Regions from separate parts of the Sus scrofa genome. Here all the other regions are linked to region 1. A link is a contact called in public HiChIP or PLAC-seq data. All regions are on one chromosome and are shown on one strand. The core of a region is the stretch at or near the end of the contact, and the rest is flanking DNA. Distances in the headings are between cores, read along the strand shown.

Region 1 (2,717 bases), core at 211-2,710:
TTTTCTCATGGTTCTTTGAAAGGCGGTTCTACTTCTCCACAATCTACTGAATGTAAGCCGAACATAGATAAAAGATACCATCACCATCACGTTAGCTCAACTGAGCTCAAGAACTCTGATGACCTTATGACAAATTCATCTACCTTTTAGGAAGCTACCGTCTACACTGGTTTGGGTGACTCCCACATTAAACCGTGCTGACACCAGCGCAGACATTATGAGTTCATAAAGGATATGGTAACATTACCTGCCAAACAGAGAAAGCAAAAACAAGGTCTTGGGCGCTAATTAGCATGTCATCGTCCACCATTAGCACCGCTGAAACGAAAGGAAAACATTTTAAATCAGTTTGGAAATGGAAACAAAACCAGGAAGACGCAGTGGTGGTGGTCTTGGCAGATCTTCAAGGGAAAGATTTTCTGAATGCAATCAGCACATTAGAAAGTGTGTTCTTGGAGTTCCCTCTGTAGCTCAGTGGTGAAAGAACCTGACTAGGATCCATGAGGATGTGGGTTCGATCCCTGGCCTTGCTCAGTGGGCGAACGATCTGGCATTGTGGTCAGCTGTGGCGTGGCCAGCAGCTGTAACTCCAATCCAACCCCTAGCCTGGGAACCTCCATGTGCTATGGGTGTGGCCCTAAAAAGAAAAAAAAAAAAAAAGTGTATTCTTGAAGAGATTTGTCTAGAAGAAAAATTTTTTTGCTTAAATCATAATTGATTTTATAATTTCCTGAGGGGAAATTATCATATAGGTAACATCTATTATCCTAGAAATTCATGAAATAAAACTAAAGATATTTTCTTTTCTTCTCTTTTTTTAGAGCCTCACCAGCAGCATATGGAGGTTCTCAGGCCAGGGTCAAATTGGAGCTGAAGCCACCAGCCTACGCTGCAGCCACTCGGGATCTGAGCCCTGTCTACAACCTCTACACCACCACTCACGGCAACGCCAGATTCTTAACCCACTGAGCAGGGCCAGGGATTGAACCCGCATTCTCATGGATACCAGTCAGATTTGTTTCTGCTGCATCACAATGGGAACTCCCCCAAGGATCTTTTAAATTACACCCTCATATAACTGCTATGAATGGGAGAAAAAGGAGGCGGCAAAAAATTCGGCTTCAGTTCAGTGGCATTTTACCACCTTCCGGTCATGCAATAACATGTAATCATGGCATATTTGCTTTCACAACATTAACCTCTTGTCACTGTTGCATGAGGACAGTCTTCCCAGGAGCTTAGAAGAAACTGTCCTTTCGGTTTTTCAAAATGCTTTCTTTCTTTTTTTTTTTTTTTTCTTTCTTTTGCTTTCTTAGGATTCAATCTCCCTGTGTTCTCCAGACAATGAGGACAAGGAGACAGCCCCAAAGCCACGCACCAGCCCCCAGGTCTGGCCAGCTGCAGCCCTGTCAGGCTAAGAACCCAGCTGCAACTCACCACTGGTTTCCAGTTCAGGAAAGACCTGCAGTCGATTTCTCATCCTGTTTGCTGTCTGCGGTTTGAAGATGACGGGGACAGGGTGAGGCCCTAGGGAATTCCACAGCTCATCCGGCCCCTTCTCCCCGACGTTGTTCCACACCACGATCACTTTGTGCAGGTTCGGTACTGCCTGGTAGTGATTTAAAAGTCTCAGCAGGAGGTCTGTCCTGTTGTACGTCTGCATTATGAGAGTGAAGGAATCCAGCGGGGACTTGCCCTGGGATTTGATCTCCCTTCGCAAAGCGAGCATCTTGTCTTCTTTGATATTAGGAAGCAAAGTGGTCAGAGCCCCAGCCACCAGCAGTAACACAAGGATGACCACCAGGGAGAAACGAAGCACTCGAATCCCCATCACTCTTCCAGGGACTTTGCAGATGTGGTAACACCTGGGGGAGAAACAGAAATTAAATGCGGAATCTTAGCATTCTTACTAGTTACCTCGTTTTGGTTTTAATTTTTTTTTGCCTTTTCTAGGGCTGCTCCCGCGGCATATGGAGGCTCCCAGCTAGGGATGGGATTGGAGCTGTAGCTGCCGGTATACACCACAGCCACAGGGATGTGGAATCTGAGCCTTGTCTGTGACCTACACCACAGCTCAAGGGCCACGCCAGATTCTTAACCCACTGAGTTGAGGCCAGGGATCACACCTGCACCTTCATGGATACTAGTCTGATTTGTTTCTGCTGAGCCACGACGGGAACTCCCTGCTTTTGCTTTTTTCAGGAGAGAGGTTAATCTTCCCTTAGTTGGTTCAAGTTTGGTTCTCCCTCTTTGATAAGGTGATTTGGCCTAAAGAGAAAACATACAGTGAATCTATCTTCCCTCTGAGCCTGCTTGCTGTGAAGGTGCAGCCAAAGACCAGCTACACGCAAACAGCAAGAATTTAGCAATGTCTATTAATGTTTGCTCGTATTTTACTACTCAAAATTTGGAACTGAGAGTGTTTTTCTTAAACACGATTATATTTCTCTTAGTAGTATACTAATCCTTTAAGCAGCTTTATTGCGATACCATTGATACTTAAGAATTATATATATTTAAGGTACACAACTTGATGTTCTGATATATATGTATATACACACACACACTTATATATATGTATGTACTTCAGAATTTTTTTTTTTTTTTTGGTCTTTTTGCCTTTTCTAGGGCTGCTCCCATGGCATATGGAGGTTCCCAGGCTGGGGGTCCAATTGGAGCTGCAGCCGCCGGCCTACGCCAGAGCCACAGCAACACGG
Region 2 (2,744 bases), core at 59-2,558, 190 kb before region 1:
TCCCGGCTCTTCGCTGGTCCTCGCGTGTATTGACCACCCCTGCTTTGTCATCCTCTAGGCTCCAAGTGAAAGGGTTTTGGGGATTGTGTGTGTGTGTTTTGTTTTGTAAGGGAATCGGGTTGACTTTTCTCCTTGTTTAGACTCCAGGGCCAGAGAGTCTGGCTGGATGTTTGGAGCCTCCTCAGGAAAGCAAACCTTCTCTGGAGGGGCTTGCCCTGAACAGGGGAAATGCTTGCTTTTCAAAAATGCCTCCTTAGGGAGGACATCAGCTGTCTCCTTTTTGCACAGTCAGGGAAGTTCCATCCTCAGATAAGGGATTTGAGAGGAGTTGGCTGTGATCGCCTAAAAGACTCCACAAGGACGAAGGTCCAGAATAGTCAGCACCACTACCCAGGGGCCAAGGTCTCTTTGTTTATACTTTCTGTATCTTTTTCCTGCATTCCTGTCCTATCTGTCCCCATCTCATGCCTGTTTGAGTCTGGAAGGAGTCACAGCACACACACACCCCCCTCCCAAACAATATCTGGAGTAAGCTATAATCAATTTTTATTTATTTATTTATTTAGTCTTTTGTCTTTTCTAGGGCTGCACTCGAGGCATAGGGAGGTTCCCAGGCTAGGGGTCTAATTGGAGCTGTTGCTGCCGGCCCACCCTAGAGCCACAGCAACTCGGGATTTGAGCCACGTCTGTGACCTGCACCACAGCTCACGGCCATGCCAGATCCTTAACCCACCGAGCGAGGCCAGGGATCGAACCCGCAACCTCATGGTTCCTAGTCGGATTCGTTTCCACTGCACCACAACAGGAACTCCTATAATCAATTTATAACATGTCCCTTTTCTTTCATTCATTATTTTGCTCCTTCATTCATTGTTTATTCATTCATCTGAGTGGAATTTTCTGTTAAGAAACATTTGCTATCTGACATCATTGTTTTTCTAACCACAAGTAGGGGAGAGGATGCTGACTTCCTGTGTTTTGTTCCTCTAAAGACCCGTGCACGCAGGGTTTCTAAAGAATTAAGTCCTCTGATGAATGACGTTTCTCCTCCCCATCAGATGGTTGGAACCCACGTAACTGTGGAAACGTTTGACACTAAAGGTGAACCAGTTTTCCGGCTTAGTGTCCCCTCAGGATCCGTGAAAGATCAAAGGAGATTTAAGAGCATGAGGCCGTGGACCTCCAGTGGGTTCAGGCTGAAGTGCGTTGGTTAGAATCCACGTTGATCCAGTGCTCGCCTAGGAAGGGAGCCCTCCTTCTGGCAAATGCACACTCCTGAGGGGTGTGGGTTGGTCCAAAGACACACGTCACCAGCTGTGTGTTTCTCATTCCCCACATCTCCACGAGCCAAAGGGTCGCAGCAAGTAGTGTTGACATGTTAACAGGAGTTTTGTTCTTAATTATGACCCTAATACCTCCTCGGGGAGGACGGAGGTATAAAGACTGTAAACAGAGCATGTTAAGAACGTCTTCTGCGGGAGTTCCCATGGTGGCTCAGTGGGTGACGAACCCGACTCGTATCCATGAGGATGCAGGTTCGATCCCTGGCCTCGCTCAGTGGGTGAAGGATCTGGTGTTGCCCTGAGCTCCGGTGTAGGCTGCAGATGCAGCTCGGATCCTGAGTGGCTGTGGCGGTGGCTGGGTGGCAGCTGCAGCTGCAATTGGACCCTACCCTGGGAATTTCCATGTGCCGTAGGTGCGGCCCTAAAAAGAAAGAAAAGAACCTCTTCTGTGATAACCTAGACGGGAAAAGAACCTGAAAGAGAATGGCTGTGTGTACGCGTATAACTGAATCATGTCGTTACACAGCAGAAATGACCCCAACATTGTCAATCAACTCTACTTCCATAAAACTTTAAAAAATGATGAAGAACAAAAAGGACCTCATTACCCATAGGGTATCACATATAAAGGGAACACTTGTTTACGCCCTGAGGAAATGTAAGGGTGATGTTATAGTCATTTATCAAATCAAACGTCAGCCAGCATACCATTTTAAACAGAAGTGACCGTGTGCAGGGCTCAGGCCCTGGGCTGTTCTTTGTGCTATTTGATGTCTCCCATCATTTCTGCTTTTCCCTCTCCCCTCCTTTGAAAGTACCCCACCCCCCGCCCCGCACACCTCTCTTTTTCCTCTTCCTTATTAAATGTCCGGTACCCAGAAATCATCTGAAACTTATTCCCTCCAGGGGCTGGAAAGAATTCCCTGTGATATTTCACTGACGGGCTTTGAATGGCATCAGAAAAGGAATGAAGGTGTAACTGCAGACGAATTTCCCACATGTGGGAACGGGGTGGGAGGGTCTTTAACAGGTGAAAGCCTCCTGGAGTCCCTGGAATGAAGCGGCTTTGGTGACCTCACTCACCCCTGTTATTTGACCTCTCAGCAACATCTGACATATTAACAACTCCATTTAAAAAAAAATTAATTAAAAAATTTTTGGCCACCGTCCCAGCATGCGGAAGTTCCAGGGCCAGGAATTGAATCCATGCCACAGCAGTGGTAACGTCAGATCCTTAACCCATTGAGCCACCGGGGAGCTCCAACAACTCCCTTTTTTTAATAAAACCCTCTCCTTTCCTGGATTTTCTGTTGTCATACTTTATGGCTTTCTCCATTTCTCAGTTTCCTCGGACGTGTCCATCTCTAATCTGCTTCTCAGAGTCAGTTTCAGGCCCTCTTCGTTTCCCACAGGGAAAGAAGGAAGGATGCTCTGAGCTTTCCTCCTAGGTTGCCTTGTCCA
Region 3 (2,938 bases), core at 16-2,515, 220 kb before region 1:
ATATAGAAAGTATATAGCAAAGCGATTCTACTCCAATAATAAAAATCATTTGACATGTATTTTGTTATGAATAGTTTACCTTCAAAAAAGATATTTTGTTCTATTTTAAAGTGTAGAAGAATACACTGCTAATACATAATAAAAGTTTTACGCAATTTACAGTTTCCTTGGCTTTTATAATTTGGATCTGGAGTTATCAATGTACTGAAGTTTCTTTATAATTCTGTATCTCTGGTTGGTGCCTTTCGAGTTTCTCCAGTTTTCCATTCCAGATTTTTAGTTTATCTTTTATTGACTTTCCAGGTTGTGGCCATTTCCTGAAATATGTGGCAGCAAGCACAAAGAACTCTTATAGTTTGAATTTCACAAGAGTCAACTAATGTCAGGCTCTTACTGTCTTTCGCTATCTATAATTTTCCTTTTTGCTAATAAAACAGTATTCATGATCAGTGTTTAGGGTCCTACTTGATCATTTATGACTGTTGTACAATATACTGGTCATACATTCCTTTAGAGAAAGACTAGCCGTCTTTCTTAAAGGAGAAATTATAGAAATAAAGCCGATGGCACAAACCTTGCTGCTGTTGGATCTATACCCTGAAGAGCTGGCTTGGGAGGAACAGCTGCATGATTTGTTGGAGGTATTTTATATATTAAACTGGGTCTCTTTGGGTTGTGATGTTTCTGAGTTTCTTCCCTTCTCTTTTGTCTTTAAAAATTTTTCAGAACACGTAGGAAAGGTTGTGGGTGGAAAGATAGTTTCGCTTCTTGAGTTGGGAACCTGCCAATTAGCTGTTCTTACAACACTGCATGAGACGGTTGGGGTATCGAGCTTGTCATGGGACCAGATCTTAGTGAAGGAGATTTCTTACGAATTCATGAACCTGTCTAGAAGGGCAGAGAATCTTTTTCTGCAGAAGTTTTCTTACGGGAAAAAAATAAAAAAATCGGTTAACTAGTGCCAACAAATTTCTCACCTATGGGTCATTTTTTTTGTACCCTTAGATGTCAGACGATTTCTAAAGCTCAAAACCTACTTGGCGGGGTTACCCTCTGTATGTATCCATCTATGATTCAGGTCACAGCAGGAATAGGAGTTTACCAACAACAAGCTCCACAAACATGTTTTCTTGAAACTGTTCTCACTTGTAAGCTTTCCTTGGTGACATGTGTTAAACCATCACTGTGTTAAAAGTTTCTACTTAAACCAATTGTCAGTGTGTAAGCGGAACAGCCCTCTGTGGTGTTTCATGTCCTGTAAGAAGACAGTGCTGTTTCTCAGGGTGCCCTGGCAAGGCAGAGTCAACGCCTCTGAAAGCCCGGCGGTCCCCTTGGAGCATTTGGCAAAGCAAGAATTTGCTCACTGCCCATCTCCTCAGAAGATTAATTAGACTTCCAATTACAGTGTGATACAGTTTATGGCAGAAGAGAAAACTTTTTTTTATTTACACATAGGTTGCATGGAGGTGGCACCCCTGGCAGGGAAAGGAAAGAAAATAATTGCATTAAGTTATTTTGAGCTGGATTGAAATGTTAATATATTCCCACCCCGTTCCTGCTCTATGGATTGAATTATGATAATCATCTCAAGAAGGAGAAAAATAGCTTTTTAGAGAATTGAAAACTTTTTTTGGTGAGTGTAAGTAGAAACTTATATTGAAAGGCTGCTTTTAATGCAAAATCCAGTTACTTAGAACTGGTTTTAAATGGACAATTAATTAAATTAATTACTTTTTCACCTTTTCACTCACCGTGCCTTGCTTGCACCTGCATACCACCGAATGGACATGACTCACCTGGCCCCTTGCTGTTTCTCTTTTGGTTTGAATCAAGTGGATCAAAGCTCTTTTGAGAAGCTGGACTGCACGTGAAGAACAAATCATGTCCGCTGTGGAAATGACTCCACGCTTACATTAAACTTCAGAATCAGGGGCAATGATCTATCACATGCGGTTTTTTTTATTTATTTGTATTACGGCTGTCTCCCAAAAGGACCTAAGGTGGCTTCCAAGACTGGAGCAGGTGTGTCATGGAGGCGTGGGAAGGAAGGGGTCTTGGACACCAAAGTTTGAGACAACTCATGATGGGACTTAGAGCTGAGATGAGCAGCCTCTCAAATGTCATAGGACGTGGGTCTTCCCGGGGCTGGGCATGTTTACCTTGAAAGCCCACCTTCAGCCAGTCCCAGGATTCCTTATTAGGGCTTCTTTCACTCAAGGCTTAGAAAATCATAATACATGATTATCCACTATAAGCTGTGTTCTGGGCAGTAGAGCTCTAGAATGTATTCGTCTTGTATAACTGAAACGTCATGCCCTTTGACTAGTTTGCTAAGAGGGTAGACCTTACGTTAAGAGTTCTTATCACAAAATAATAATAATAATATAGGAGCTTGAAAAGGAACTTCTGGAGGTGATGGGCATGTTTGTGGCATAGTTTGCAATGATGTCTTCACGGATGTCTACTTACCTCCAAACTCATCAAGTTGTATATATTAAATATATACAGATTTTTATATGTCAACCATGCCTCAATAAAGTGGTTAAAAATATTTTTTTAAAAGAAGAAGAGATTGTCTCCAAATGAGATTGTCAGTCTTGACATCCAGTTCCCCCCCAAATGATTATGTCAGGTATGTGGAATAGAAAGTTTAAAAGACAAATTGAAACCAGAGATCAGAATAGCATAATAGTCCATGTAAGTATTTGCCTGCCTATCTGTGTATCTATTTATCTACCTAGCTATCATCTATCTTATACATAATCTGACCTGTACTGAGAGCTAATGGAGACCAAGCTATAAAATATAATATGTGCCCTTTTGTATTGAGAAAGATAACTTGGAAGATACAGCGGTCCCAGAGACTTGAGAGTAAGTCAGCCAGTTCATTTTGACTTTGTTAAAAAATAAAAAATAGGAGTTCCCTCTGTAGAGTAAC

The links. HiChIP or PLAC-seq counts read pairs in DNA pulled down with a chosen protein or histone mark.
Region 2: an H3K27ac HiChIP or PLAC-seq map of alveolar macrophages shows a contact between it and region 1. The contact joins two enhancer-like sites. A contact is called at or near these places in 1 of 5 promoter capture datasets (liver), 11 of 47 Hi-C or Micro-C datasets (alveolar macrophages, brain, fetal heart ventricle and 5 more) and 2 of 2 datasets of contacts at active chromatin or transcription factors (alveolar macrophages and skeletal muscle).
Region 3: an H3K27ac HiChIP or PLAC-seq map of alveolar macrophages shows a contact between it and region 1. The contact joins two enhancer-like sites. A contact is called at or near these places in 1 of 47 Hi-C or Micro-C datasets (embryonic fibroblasts) and 1 of 2 datasets of contacts at active chromatin or transcription factors (alveolar macrophages).

What each region holds. Positions count from the first base shown.
Region 1 is chr4:117,411,639-117,414,355 of Sscrofa11.1, reverse strand. EXTL2 (exostosin like glycosyltransferase 2) reads right to left here. Exons shown (of 5, transcript NM_001243549.1): 3 at 1,438-1,865; 4 at 248-318. Among named protein-coding and RNA genes, the nearest start is that of EXTL2, 16 kb to the right of the region's middle. Within about 2 kb of position 1,460, at least 2 of the 83 cell types and tissues checked have an H3K27ac peak or open chromatin away from gene starts, as enhancers often do. A contact at or near this core is called in alveolar macrophages, where this site is marked.
Region 2 is chr4:117,597,970-117,600,713 of Sscrofa11.1, reverse strand. No RefSeq gene overlaps it. Among named protein-coding and RNA genes, the nearest start is that of GPR88, 24 kb to the left of the region's middle. Within about 2 kb of position 1,308, at least 15 of the 83 cell types and tissues checked have an H3K27ac peak or open chromatin away from gene starts, as enhancers often do. A contact at or near this core is called in alveolar macrophages, where this site is marked.
Region 3 is chr4:117,633,363-117,636,300 of Sscrofa11.1, reverse strand. It overlaps CDC14A (dual specificity protein phosphatase CDC14A), which reads left to right. Exons shown (of 16, transcript XR_002343573.1): 16 at 1-452. Among named protein-coding and RNA genes, the nearest start is that of GPR88, 11 kb to the right of the region's middle. Within about 2 kb of position 1,265, at least 3 of the 83 cell types and tissues checked have an H3K27ac peak or open chromatin away from gene starts, as enhancers often do. A contact at or near this core is called in alveolar macrophages, where this site is marked.